Regions from separate parts of the Gossypium hirsutum genome. Here region 1 is linked to region 2. Evidence: chromatin contacts called from public Hi-C data. All regions are on one chromosome and are shown on one strand. The core of a region is the stretch at or near the end of the contact, and the rest is flanking DNA. Distances in the headings are between cores, read along the strand shown. Region 1 holds the start of LOC121218634. Region 2 holds the start of LOC107962415 (probable receptor-like protein kinase At1g80640).

Region 1 (6,705 bases), core at 2,422-4,921, 150 kb before region 2:
AAAACATTAATGAGCTAACGTTGGCCAATTTAACTTATACATGCCATTATTACCAGAATCAAATCATCTAAAATTACCGATAGAATCAATGGATAGTGTGATATATCACCAACAAGCCCCCAACCAAATTGAGCTTTCGATAATCATTTCAATGCATCTAATAATTATACATATTACCAATAATAATTCAATTCCAATAATAAAACACATATTTATATAATATTCATCACCAAATAATATTCACTTTAATTAAAATTATACAGAATATAGTTCATACGAACTTACCAGGCTAAATTACAGAAATACCAAAATTTAGGGACATTTTGGTAATTTTCTATTTTTCTCAAATCTTCACCCAATCTTGATCTAAATTAATATTTCATTCAATTTATTAATTTAAATAATAAAACAATTCATTTCATGCAATTTGGTCACTTTTTGACATTTTTACAAATTTACCCTTCAAGTTCCACATTTGTTCAATTTAGTCCCTGAACTTAAAACATGTAAATTAGCTATTTTTAAAATAATATCATATTAGCTGAATATTCACATATATTTTTCCTCCTCCTTCTCTCCATTCCACATCCGTGGTATATACATAATACCACTATTTACTTGTTTACTTATAACAAGTTGTTCACTTGAGTCATGGTCACTAAATTAATTATATCTTAAGCTACAGAACTCCGAATTGAGATCCGTTAATTTTATCTAAAACTAGACTCACATATCTTCTTACATAAAAATTTCAGAATTTTTGGTTCAGCCAATAAGTACAGTTTATTCTTTAAAGTCATCCTTGTTCTGCTGTCTTACAATTTCGACCCTTCTTCACTAAAAATTAATTATTTCCTAGTACAGAATTCGGATGATGTTACCGTTTGTTTCTATTGAAAATAGACTCATTAAGAATTTAAAAATATAAATTTAAGCTCCTAATTATTTTTCTCCAATTTTTTATGATTTTCCAAAGTCAGAATAGGGGAACCCGAAATCATTCTAACCTTGTCTCACAAATTTTATTATATCTCATGATTTACAATTCCAGTACTTACACCGTTTCTTCTATGAGAAACTATACGCAATAAGATTTAATTCCATATTTTTTTCATCCTCTAATTCGATTTCCACAATTTATGTTGATTTTTCAAAGTTAACCTACTGCTGCTGTCCAAAATTGTTTTAGTGCAAGATGTTGATTACTAAGTTTATAACTCCCTTATTCCCATCACTTTCACTTATTTTCCTTCACTAATATATCAAGAACACAAGACCTTATATAAGAAAACTCTACTATAACATCATTTCCATGCTTTTTCAATAATATCAAACTTAAAAATGTATTGAAATCTTGATGTTCTTACCTTGTTCTATTAGTTTCAAACTTTAACTTGATTTTCTCTCTCCTCCAGTTTCTATTTCTTGAATCTAACTTGATATTTTAGCTCCCCACAGTCTCCTTGTTATCTTTCATTCTTGATGGATATGGAAATTCTTTTGATTTATCAGTGAAAATGGTGAGTATTTTGTGAAATGACCAAATTGTAAAGAAAGTAAAACTTTCTTTCTTTCTCTCTTTGCATGGGAAAAATGGTGGGATGGTGGCTTTTTTTTTCTTTCTTTCCACATATATATATACTAAATAAAAATAAAATATCATTAAAAAAATCAAATCAAATATTATAAATTAATATTTATTTATTTATTTATCTAAAATATTTCCAACATCATCATTGCCTTCTAGATTTCTCTCTCCTTCTAATTGACCATTTTGTCCTTCATGATCTTTTAAAATTCCATCATTGAGTCATCACTTAATTTAGTAAAATTACAATTTAGTCCTTCATAATTCTTCACTTATTCAATTTGGTCCTAATTAATCCATTTTCCTTAGTTTCTAGATCATTCCACCCTTAAAATATTTGCACAACTAATCCTTCAACTTTTTTATATTTACACTTTAACCCTCAAATTTTAAATATTTACTCCTGGGTAACAAAACTTTTCTCACTTTTGCGAATTAGTCCTTTCTTGCATTAATATGTCATAATATACTTCCCAATGTTGACATAAATCAAAATTTTGCTTTTTGTCACTTTGTTTCATTATTTTACTATATCAAGTATACTTACTTTCTTACTGTAGTAATTTTCGGGATATTACAAATAATATCTTATTATTTTAAATTATTTTGTTATTTAAATTAAATCAATTTATATTCACATACAATGCACGTGATATTGAATACTAGTTAAAAGGAAATGAGTGACCTAGTGGTGCCTAACAAAGAAAACAATAAGAAAAATAGAGGGCTAAAGATGAGCCTAAGCCTAACTAAGGGTGGGTTTGGATGGGCGATTGGGTGCGGTGCGTTTAGTTTTCTTTTTGTCTCACGCTACAGTATCGCTACAGTGTCTAATCTCACCACCACCGCTGTTTTTACACTAATTGCAAGTAAACGCACCGCCCATCCAAACTCACCCTAAGGCAAACAATAAGAGCACAACCTTAGCTAGCCACCTTGACAAGAAGGGGATGGCATTGAGGTTGAATAATATATATTTATTTTATATATTATAAATGTATTTTAATTAATTTAAAAAATATTAAATTAATTCAAAATTTTTTTACCAAAATCATTTAAAAATTAAAAAATTAGTAACTGATCAAAATAATTAATAATACTGAACTGTTCAAACCGAATTTGACTAAATCGATTAGATTGAATTTTTGGGTTCTAACCAAAATTTCTCTCTTATTTGAAAAATTGACACTAATGGTATATTTTCCATCAAGTCTATTTACCATATTTTTTAGAATCTTAACCAAAATGAGAATAATTCGAAGGACCTATCGAGAAAAGTTTGGATGAACCTTTGCAAGCTTAAATTTCCATTCAAACTAATTATATGCTTGTGGAAGTTCAATAAAGGAGGAACTGAAAAGAAGATCAATCAACTTGACCTTTACAACTCGATTATGGAAGCAAGAGACAAGCAAATATTGATCTTCAAAAGTAGGAAACAAAGTGCTAATAACACTAATTCAACGAAAACATGAGTTAGTGAAAGTATATATATTATTTGAAATCTCTCCCTAACAATTGTTTACCCCAACTTTTAACCACATCAAAGTATTCAAAGAAATATTTTGTTATGATAATATCAATTAGGGGTGAGTATTCGATCGAGCCGAGTAAAAAAAATTCGAGTAAAGTCAAGTCGAGTTAACGAATCCTATTATTTATACTAGTAGACAAAGTATAAGATTATTTAACTACATAAACAATATAATGATTTTGTCTTTTAACTTAATGGTTTTGACTTTTAATTTTAGAAAAGGTAAACATTTATCAAAACGGCGTAGTTTTGTCATTTATTATTTAGATTTTTGGATAACTCGAATTGTGTAATTCATATCAATTCGAGTTAAACTAAAAATTTTGATTTTTTATTCAAGTTGATCTGAATAACTCGATTAACTCAAATAACTCAAATTATTTAGTTCAAAATTTAAATTTTTATTGAGTTTTTTGAATCGAATCGGATTTTACTCACCCTTAATATCAATAGAAGAAGAAAAATTCCCAATAAAAAAAACTATGAAGTGGACAAAAAATAAAAAACCAACAAATTACAATATAAAAATAAACAAAAGGAGTAAAAAAGAATGGGAGAAAATCCAGCCATGATACCCAGCCTGGATGTCAAGCTGGGCTATTACCCAAAAAGAGAGGCGGCTCAGTCCAAACCCTAAACCCCTTTCAATTATCTCCATCTCCCCCCAAACCCTAAAAACAGTTCTCTTTCAATCCCCCCATAGCTATGGCACTCCTTCTCGCCAGATCCAGACGCAGATCCCTCGCCAACCCTTCACTCTTCCACCTTTACTCCACTTCTTCAAATGACCCAAACAACGATGACGCCACCACGAACGGCAACCACACCGCCAATAATCCCCCTTCAGTCTCTTCTTACTTCGGCGATGTCAAAACTGACCAACACCAACAAAGACCCAGAAACCCCACAAATCCTTCGACTCCCAATTCCAAACCTATGTCAGTAAGCGCTTCCTTACTGGAAATCCGTAAGAATCTCTCCGAGTTCCGCCGACGTTCCGCGGTGCCGTCTTCTGCTGAGCCCATTCCTACACCATCACAATCACAACCACATATTTCGTTCCAAGAATTATTCAAACGAAACGCCTTAGCTAAACAAGGGGAGTCCAACGAAAGTCCTGATGGTTTTGGTACTAGTGGGAAACGGGCGATGGAAACTTTAAGGAACAGTCTGCGGCACATGAAACAGAATTCTGAGGCGAATAACAACGTGGAGGGAAGATCAGGTCCATTAATCTCTTTATCGGCATTTAAGAATGATTTAAAGTTGAAGCCTTCAGCTGACAGAGTGGTCTCCCCGGTGATTGGTGGGACTTCGACTGAACTACCGGCCTCGATTTTCGAGAGGGAGATGAAAGGTAAGGCTAAAGGAGGAGAGACTGCAATGAGGACAGAGTTTGTTAGGATGTACGGTTATGAAGAGTTAGGGCAGAGGTTGAAGGAATTACGGCCGCCGGATAAGGAGGGTGGGTTTTCATTGCAGGAGTTGAATGAAAGGTTGATAAAGTTAAGGGCAATCGAAGAGAAGGAAACCGATGTGCGGATCAGTGGGGTTAACTTCACGGATTTAAGGGATGGCTTGTACACTTTGAAGAGGTTTGACGAAGAAAAACAGAAAAATAAATTAGGTAACTTTTCGACTTAACAGTAGACATAAGGTATTTGTGTTTGTTTCAATGACTATTAGGTCAAAGTGATAAAGCACCAAGCTTGACTGTGAATTATGTGAATGATTGTCATAAGCTTGAAGTCTGAGTTCTGTTATGAAATAGGGTTAAAAGAATCTTATAATTCCGTAGTCGGTGGCAATTAGGCGAAAAAGGGAACTTGCTAAGTTCGATTGTCAATAATGTGAATGAATGTCAGACTGGAAGTCTGGGATTTGTTATGAAATGGGAGTAGAAAAGAGCATAAGTGGTAAAGCCCCTTTCTTGAATTAAAAGTTCCTAGTGCAGAGAACTCAAAGATGATTCTTGGTGATTTTTAGTTATGAAGCAGACACTAACTCTGTAGACGGTTTTTGTTTTTTTTAAAGGATAAAAACCTATCTGGTTTCACTAACCAAAGTTATTCTATGGTTTTAAACCAGAAGCTGTGGCAACAGTTTCATTGCAACGAGAAACCTTGAGCACAGTGTTTCGAGTTTCTTTCATGTGTGTTTATTTCTTTGGGGGTTCAAAACTAAAAGATATAATGGCAAATCAAATCATCGATATGGTTAAATCAATGGGATTTATTCTACTCTAAGTTCATTTTCTGGTGTGAAATCTGAGTGAAGGAGATAATTTTGTACAATTTAGGAAATTCAGTTCAAGTGTCTTATTGTCTTAAATTTACTGGTTTCTTTCTGAAGGAAAAATCACTTTATATATGCGGTTAAACCACTATTTGGGGCCTGAACTTGGCAACTTTTCTCACATTGGGGTTAGAACTATTTTTTGTCCAAATTAGTCCTTGAACTTGACAATTATTTCCACATTGGGGCCTGAACTTTAGGGTTTTCAAGGGTTAACTTGGACAAAAAAACGTTGAAGCCCATATGTGGAAACAATTGCCAAGTTTGGGGCCTAACTTGGACAAAAAAAAGTTCCAGCCCTAATGTGGGAAAAGTGATTTAACCCTAAATATGCTCTAGTTTTCTGAAGATTTTGTTTTCTCTGGACTGTGGAGTCCGAGATTCAGTGATTGAATATTGCTAGCACTGAGTGGATCGTATCTGACATCCTCTGTGCTCTGAAAGACGACATGTCTAATATCATATAATACGATGATCTCTTGTTTCAGCCCAGAAAGTTGATATATTGGACCTCTTTGGTAGAACTCCAGAGTTTATGTTGCACCCTCCAAAGGAACAGTTAGTTGAAAAGGCAAGTTTAGTCCCTTCTCTTTCCTCCTATGCACATTTCTTGTCGATAGAATTGGAAATATGAAACTTAAGTACTATTTGATGCTTGCTTTCTTTTTTATGCGAACATTTTTTATTCGATACACTTTTCTAAAGTTTTAAGGTGGTTGCCTGCTTCTTGTTCGTTCTGTCTTTTATTTTCTGTTATCATTTAGATGATTGTAGTGATTGACCTCTAAGCAAGACTGTTTTATCAGTTGACCTACCACTATGTTACTAAGATTTAATAGTTTTATTTGTTTCATTCATTAAAACCCAGTATTTAAGCTCTAATACTCTTATAATGCTTTTGCAGTATTTCCATCCAGATAACATGTCTTCTGCTGAAAAAATGAAAATCGAGCTTGCAAAAGTTAGAGATGAGTTTAAGATGTCAGAATCAGATTGTGGATCTGCAAGTGTTCAAGGTAAAGTATTCTAAATATTTTTAATGGTATATTTATCCATCCACGCATGAAGCATTCCCCGATTGTTCCTGTTCCATAGACTATATAACCTTCATTTTTCACTTGCATGCTTGTGGCTAGTATGTACTATTTTACTATGCTACTTGGACTCGGGTGTGAGTGTCAGATACAGGTATGTATTCGACATGTCTATAGTTAGACTCCCAAGGTTTCCATATATTTGGAGGGTCTTAGAGGTCATATCCCCATATCCATGTGTCGGACATGGGTAT
Region 2 (6,978 bases), core at 2,544-5,043:
GTTCATACAAACTTACCAGGCTAAATTGCAGAAATACTAAAATTCAAGGACATTTTGGTAATTTTCTATTTTCCTTGAATTTCCACTCAATCTTGATCTAAATTAATATTTCATACAATTTATTAATTTAAATAATAAAACAATTCATTTCATGCAGTTTGGTCATTTTTTGACATTTTTGCAAATTTACCCTTAAAATTTTACTTTTATTCAATTTAGTCCTTGATCCTAAAACATGCAAATTAGCCATTTTTTAATGAAAACTCATGCTAGTTGAATAATTATATATTTTCCTCCTCCTCTCCATTTCACATCCTTAACGTATATAACATGCTTATATATAACATTATCTATAATTTCACTATTTATTTATATGTTCATTCAAAGCTGTCCACTTGAGTCATAGTCACTAAATTATTTATATCTTGAGTTGTAGAACTCCGAATTAAGATCTGCTGAATTTTTATGAAACTAGACTCACATATCTTCTTACCATAAAATTTTCAGAATTTATGGTTTAGCCAATAAGTGCAGTTTATTCTTTAAAGTCATCCATGTTCTGCTGTCTGACAGTTTCGACCCTTCTTCACTAAAAATTAATTATCTCGTCGTACGAGATTCAGATGACGTTACCATTTGTTTCTATTGAAAATATACTCATTATTAAGAATTTAAACATATAAATTTAAGCCCCTAATTATTTTTCTCAAAATTTTGATGATTTTTCAAAGTCAGAACGGGGGAACCGGAATTCATTCTGACATTGTCTCACAAAATTTAATATATCTCATGATTTACAATTTCATTACTTACACCATTTATTCTATGAAAAACTAGACTCAATAAGGTTTAATTTCATATTTTGTTAATTCTCTAATTAAATCTCCACAATTTATGGTGATTTTTCAAAGTTAACCTACTGATGCTGTCCAAAACTGTTTTGAGTGCAAGATGTTGATTACTAAGTTTATAACTCCCTTATTCCCTTTCTCTATAATATTTCTCATCACTTTCACTTATTTCCCTTCACTAATATATCAAGAGCATAAGAACTTATATAAGAAAACTCTACTATAACATCATTTCTATGCTTTTTCAATAATATCAAACTTAAAAATATATTGAAATCTTGATGTTCTTACCTTGTCCTATTAGTTTCAACCTTTAACTTGATTTTCTCTCTCCTCTAGCTTCTCTTTCTTGAATCTAACTTGATATTCTAGCTCCCCATAGTCTCCTTGTTATCTTTCTCTCTTCATGGATATGAAAATTCTTTTGATTTTTAGGTGAAAATGGTGAATTTTTGGTGGAAGGACCAAATTGTAAAGAAAGCAAAATTTTCTTTCTTTCTCTCTTCTTCTCAGGTTGGTGCATGGGAAAAAATGGTGGAATGGTGATTCTTCATCTTCCTTTTCTTATATATATACTAAATAAAATAATAAAATATTTTTTAAAAACCAAATTAAAATATTAATAAACTAATATTTATTTAATTAATTAATCTAAAATATCTCCAACATTGTCATTGCCTTCTAGATTTCTCTCTTCTAATTGACCATTTTGCCCTTTAATCTTTAAAAATTTCATCCTTGAGTCGTTACTTAATTTGGTAAAATTGCGATTTCGTCCCTCAAAATTCTTCACCTTTTTGTCACTTTATTTCCTTATTTTACTATATCAAGGATACCTACTTTCTTACGGTAGTAATTTTCGGGGCGTTATAGTAGTAATTTTTGGGATATTACATTTCAGGGGTGGCATGGTCGAAAAGTCCACACGGGTAGCCCACACACCCATGTCGTAGGCCGTGTGGTTTGGCTGGGTTAAGTTTTACCTCGATTTTCTCGTAAAAGAAAACACATCTGACTTTTGGGGTCTCGAGGAACGGCCTTCACATCCAAATCTGATCTAGGATACCTACAATGGGTCTTTCGATCGACAAATATGTAAGAATTAATATCAACTTTCAAAATTTATCAAATTTATCAAGATTATAAGGAAAACTTGTAAAAGACTCGAAATCAATTTTGGGAATTTTCAAGAACGATGTTTTTCAAGAATTCTAGGGTTCTTCATAATTAGAAATAAGAATGGTTACCGATTTTGGCACGTTATAAATGAAATTGACATCATTACTCTAAATCGACACGAAAAATAGATTAAACGAGGTTGGTTTCGGGTTTGGGTTTCAAAAATGAAATTTCCATTAAAAGAATATAGAGATTTTTATGAAAAAGAAAATAGGAAATAAAAGAAAAAGATGTATTTAACGAAAAGAAATTCTAATTAGGGTTGAAAAAGAAGTAAAAATCCACATGTAACTAGGAAAATGGGGGCTGATTTGAGAAATAAACCATTCTACCAAAATTTAAAACAAATGAAAAAGAATTGACATGATTTGAACCTGATGCAAGGGGGAAATTATGCTAAGGCCTTACCATTTGGAATACTATCCATTCTTAATTATTTCCTACTATATTTAATATCTATATTAACTTGATTTTGTTCCTTAATTACTGAAAAAAAAAAAGTGAAATGGAAAGAGTGAGGCTTAAACTTTAGCTCTCTGGAGAGTTTTCTAAGCTCTCTACCACCTAAACTAGAGTTTCTTTTTTTTTTATTAATGCTAACCTTATGATTTCTAGGGTGTTACATTTTTACTTATCTTAAGTAAAAAATTTAAATTAAAATAATTATTAAATTTTGATTTTTAATGGAATCGAAAATTTCAATGGTTTCTCAAACATATTTTCTTATCTAATTATTACTTTTATTAAAAAAATTCTATAAAATTATTTTTATTTATAAATTACCAAACGTGTTTAAATATTTAATCTTCAAGTGATTGAATTTTTTTCATCCGGTCATCAAATAATACTTAACTTTTAAAAAAAAATATCTATTTTTAATTGTAATTTTCCTTTTGAAATTTAAGTATTATTATTTTTTCAAAACACCTTTTGAATGATTGAATATCAATACGCAAGTCCAGGTAGATGAAATAGAAAGAGACAAAATAGTGTACTAATTTGTTTTGTAACCAAACTGACAGTCTAATTTTTCTTTTCCCGAATCAAAATTTTATTTAAGAACAATGATAGATAATAAAAACAGTATGTATCGATTGTCCCCTAGGGACCAGATGAACAGTACCTAGCTAATAAGGAATGTAGCTGAAAAGTTTTTTTTTAAAAGGTTAAATTTCGCCATCAAGTCCTTATACTTTACAGAATTTGTGAATCTAGTCCCTATATTTTAATTTGATCAATTTGAGTCCTTTTCATTTTTGAATTGATGAGTTTTAGTCTCTATACTTTTTGAGTTTTAAAATTTTAGTCTTAACCCAAACAGTAGCAATTCAATCTATTTGGTTAAATTCAATTACTAGTCTTGTACTTTGTGTATAGCAGTAGATTTAATTAATATTCTCTAGTTCGATCATTTTAGGTCCCTATACTTTTAATTTTTAAAATTTTAATCCATTAATTGAATTTTTTTTGAGTAATATGTGGAAATAATAAGCTGGCATGCCATCAAGCATATGATAATATGCTACAGAACTTAACTAAATGAATTCAATAATTGTTGTTTGGTGATGATTGAAATTTTAAAAGTAACCAAATTAAAATATAGGGTCTAAATCCACAACTTTCACAAATACAGGGACTAATAGCAAATTTAGCCGAAAACAAAAAGGAGTGATGTACCATTATCCACATCCATTCCCAACTGTCCATCTCAAAGCAAACTCACATAACTTCATAAAAATTTTCTCTTTTTCATAACTGCCACACATGGATACACTTCACTTTTGTCTATATCACCCATCTCTGCCCTTTTTCTCTCTCTTTAGCACTCACATTCACACAAAAAGTGACAAAATCAATTAGATTATAGTATTTAATTGAATAAGAAAGATCTCTCCTTCTCTACTTTTTTCTTCTTCCTTTTTCTCTTTTTTCTTGGTTTGCTTGCAACAATAATTACCACTTTTTGTCTCCATTTGCTTACATTTTCTTTTTCCAAAGAAAGGGTATTTTTTCTTAGATTCAAAAGTGAAACAGCAAACACCTTTCTTCTCTTTGTCTTAGTGGAGAGACATGAATCTTCTCTGTCCGTTATTACTTCCCATGTGGCAATGTTTCTTGTCTTTGTTATCACTTGTAAATCTTGCTAGAACCACACCTGTCTCCACTGTTTCTTCCTTTTCTTCACAAATGGAAGCTGTTTCTCCAGGTATTTCTTCTAAATGCTTTACTACCATTAGATGCTTTGCATTGGGATTTAGACCATTTGAGATTTTTGGGAAACCAGGGATAAGTGCTAGCTTCATCAAAAACAATATATAATGCTTAACGCTATGTTAATGGTAAAGCAGGAATGGCAGTGATTAAAGTAGTGCACCATCAAGATTTGAACAAGAGAATCCTTGTTACTCTAATTGTTGCTTCCACTCTCCTTTGTGGGGTATTGCTCTTTTTGTTATATTTCTGGATTTGTAGACACAAAATCATGAAGAATTCCAATGGGGAAGCCAAACGAAATCTGGGTATCTTTTTGTCTTACTCAATCACCTTTGTGTTTTGGTCTCAAAGTCTTGGCTGCTGATTGCAACTTTGTTCTTTGTTTTGGTTTTTTAATATGCAATCTGAAGAACCTACAAAAACAATTTCGTTGAGTCCAATTGCGGATCAGTTTAATTCATTACCAATGGCTTGCAAAAAGGGTTCAGTTGCTGTTATTGAGTATCGGTTATTGGAAGCTGCGACGAACAATTTCCGGGAAAGTAATGTTTTGGGTGAAGGCGGTCGTGGACGTGTTTATAAAGCTTGTTTTGATGGGAAATTCCTTGCTGTTGTGAAGAAATTAGATGGTGGAGGACATAATGTTGAAAGAGAATTCGAGGTGATATTTTGTTCCAAATTTGAACTTGATATGAATAGAGTCTATTGAGGGTCGGGAGAAGTCTTCCAAGTCAGGCAGCCGACTGAACCAGAGTGGTACCATATCCCTCAACAAGTGACTTATATCCCATAAGTCAGGGGTTCAAACCCCACTACAGTCCAGCCGCTCCCGGCTCTGTGAACCAGGCTCTCAGGACAGCTGCTCATGCCACTCTGACTCTCGGCAGGGCACAAGAGACAAAATCCTCTCCTAGAAGAAAATACTTTAGTTTATTGGAGGACTGGACTGGCTGTCAAGTGAATGACACTTCGAAGACTTCTCCAAAGGAGCCGATTTCCCCTCAACATAGTCTCTTTCGGATCTAATGTCTTTCCCCTGCCTTTATTCGATATTCTTTGAATGTGTGCAGAATGAGGTCGATTGGTTGATCAAAATCCAGCATCAGAATATAGTTTCACTATTGGGATATTGTATCCATGGTGAATCAAAGTTACTTGTTTATGAAATGATGCAAAATGGTTCTTTGGAGAGTCAATTACATGGTATAAACTCTGTTTCTTATTTGAAACTAACAATGTGGAAGAAGCTAAAATATATTGTCTTTGATCTAATTTCATCGATTTCGTTTTGGACATTACAGGACTGACTCGAGGATCAGCTTTAACTTGGCAACTACGGATGAAAATCGCAATCGATGTTGCAAGGTGAAACTCTGAGCCAATTATGTTTTACTCTCTTATTTGTTGCTATAACATGGTTCTAAATTTTGTCATTGATCTCTGATAGAGCATTAGAATATCTTCACGAGCACTGTAATCCACCAGTTATTCATCGAGATATTAAGTCATCTAACATTCTTCTGGACTCCGATTTCAATGCTAAGGTAACATTATATATGATGCTATCGCTAACAAACCTCGTCTTTACGTACCTTTGCATAAAAGTTAACCAGAATGGTTTCCGTTATTTAGCTGTCGGATTTTGGCCTTGCTGTGGTTACTGGATCTCAAAACAAAAACGTAAAGTTGTCAGGAACGTTGGGGTATGTAGCTCCAGAGTACCTCTTAGAAGGTAAGCCAAAGTTCCACATTGTTAACGCATAACTAAGTCCAAATGAAATCTGTTCCATTTTCTGGTCCGGAGTACCAAATTCGGTCTCGATTTTTATTTCAATAGTCACAGAAGAGTTTTTTCTCAGGCAAATTGACTGATAAAAGTGACGTATATGCTTTCGGAATTGTCCTTCTAGAGCTGCTAGTCCGAAAGAAACCGCTAGAGCAAATGTCACCATCTCGGTGCCAATCGCTCGTCACTTGGGTAATTTTCTTTCAACCTAAGATTTACCTGTAGGAGTAATTGTTTTACCGTATCTTGAACTTATTATTTGCTATTTTGACAGGCGATGCCCCAACTTAGCAACAGATCGGAACTTCCGAATATAGTGGATCCAGTAATAAGAGACACAATGGATTTAAAGAACCTATATCAGGTATATCGAAAAGAATATTCGTGTTGTCATATGACCTCGATCTGGTCTTAAAAGTTGATTCGTATTGTGTATTGAATAGGTCGCTGCTGTTGCTGTGCTGTGCATACAACCCGAACCGAGTTATCGGCCATTGATAACTGATGTCCTGCATTCTCTCATCCCTCTTGTGCCTATGGAACTCAGAGGTTCGTTAAGAGTTACATAAGCTGTCCGTCCTTCCTCAGCCTCTCTTTCGTGATGATTATACGAACTGCTTTCTTTGGTACAAGATTACAATGTAAAGTGATGTAAAATCGATGATTACATGTCTCTTTGATACATCTTTCTAATACGGATAGTTGGAACAGAAAAACTCCTTTCATAACTTCAACAAGAAAGTTATGTTCCATTCTCTGCAGCATTGTGATTAACTATTAGTGTCGTGGTGTATTTGTTGACACCTAATCTCGGGTTCTAACCTTGACAGCCCTATTCCCCTATACTCAAAAGGTATTAGTAAGTTTATCTTTTGGTCACTCAATATTAAAAAGTTACAAAATGTTTATTGAATTATTCGAAAGTTTTCAATTAAGTCACTGGATTGT

Evidence for each region. A called contact is a pair of places that touch in the nucleus more often than the background predicts.
Region 1: a Hi-C map of leaf shows a contact between it and region 2, with 5 times the contacts expected there. The contact joins the promoter of LOC121218634 here to the promoter of LOC107962415 in region 2. A contact is called at or near these places in 3 of 34 Hi-C or Micro-C datasets (leaf and petal).

What each region holds. Positions count from the first base shown.
Region 1 is chrD06:63,940,098-63,946,802 of Gossypium_hirsutum_v2.1, reverse strand. LOC121218634 reads left to right here and starts at 3,671. Exons shown (of 5, transcript XM_041096173.1): 1 at 3,671-4,749; 2 at 5,906-5,988; 3 at 6,322-6,433. The coding sequence starts at 3,828.
Region 2 is chrD06:63,786,809-63,793,786 of Gossypium_hirsutum_v2.1, reverse strand. It overlaps LOC107962415 (probable receptor-like protein kinase At1g80640), which reads left to right and starts at 3,793. Exons shown (of 10, transcript XM_016898801.2): 1 at 3,793-4,236; 2 at 4,379-4,549; 3 at 4,655-4,905; 4 at 5,315-5,447; 5 at 5,546-5,609; 6 at 5,692-5,788; 7 at 5,877-5,976; 8 at 6,104-6,222; 9 at 6,305-6,394; 10 at 6,474-6,785. The coding sequence starts at 4,101. The coding sequence ends at 6,599.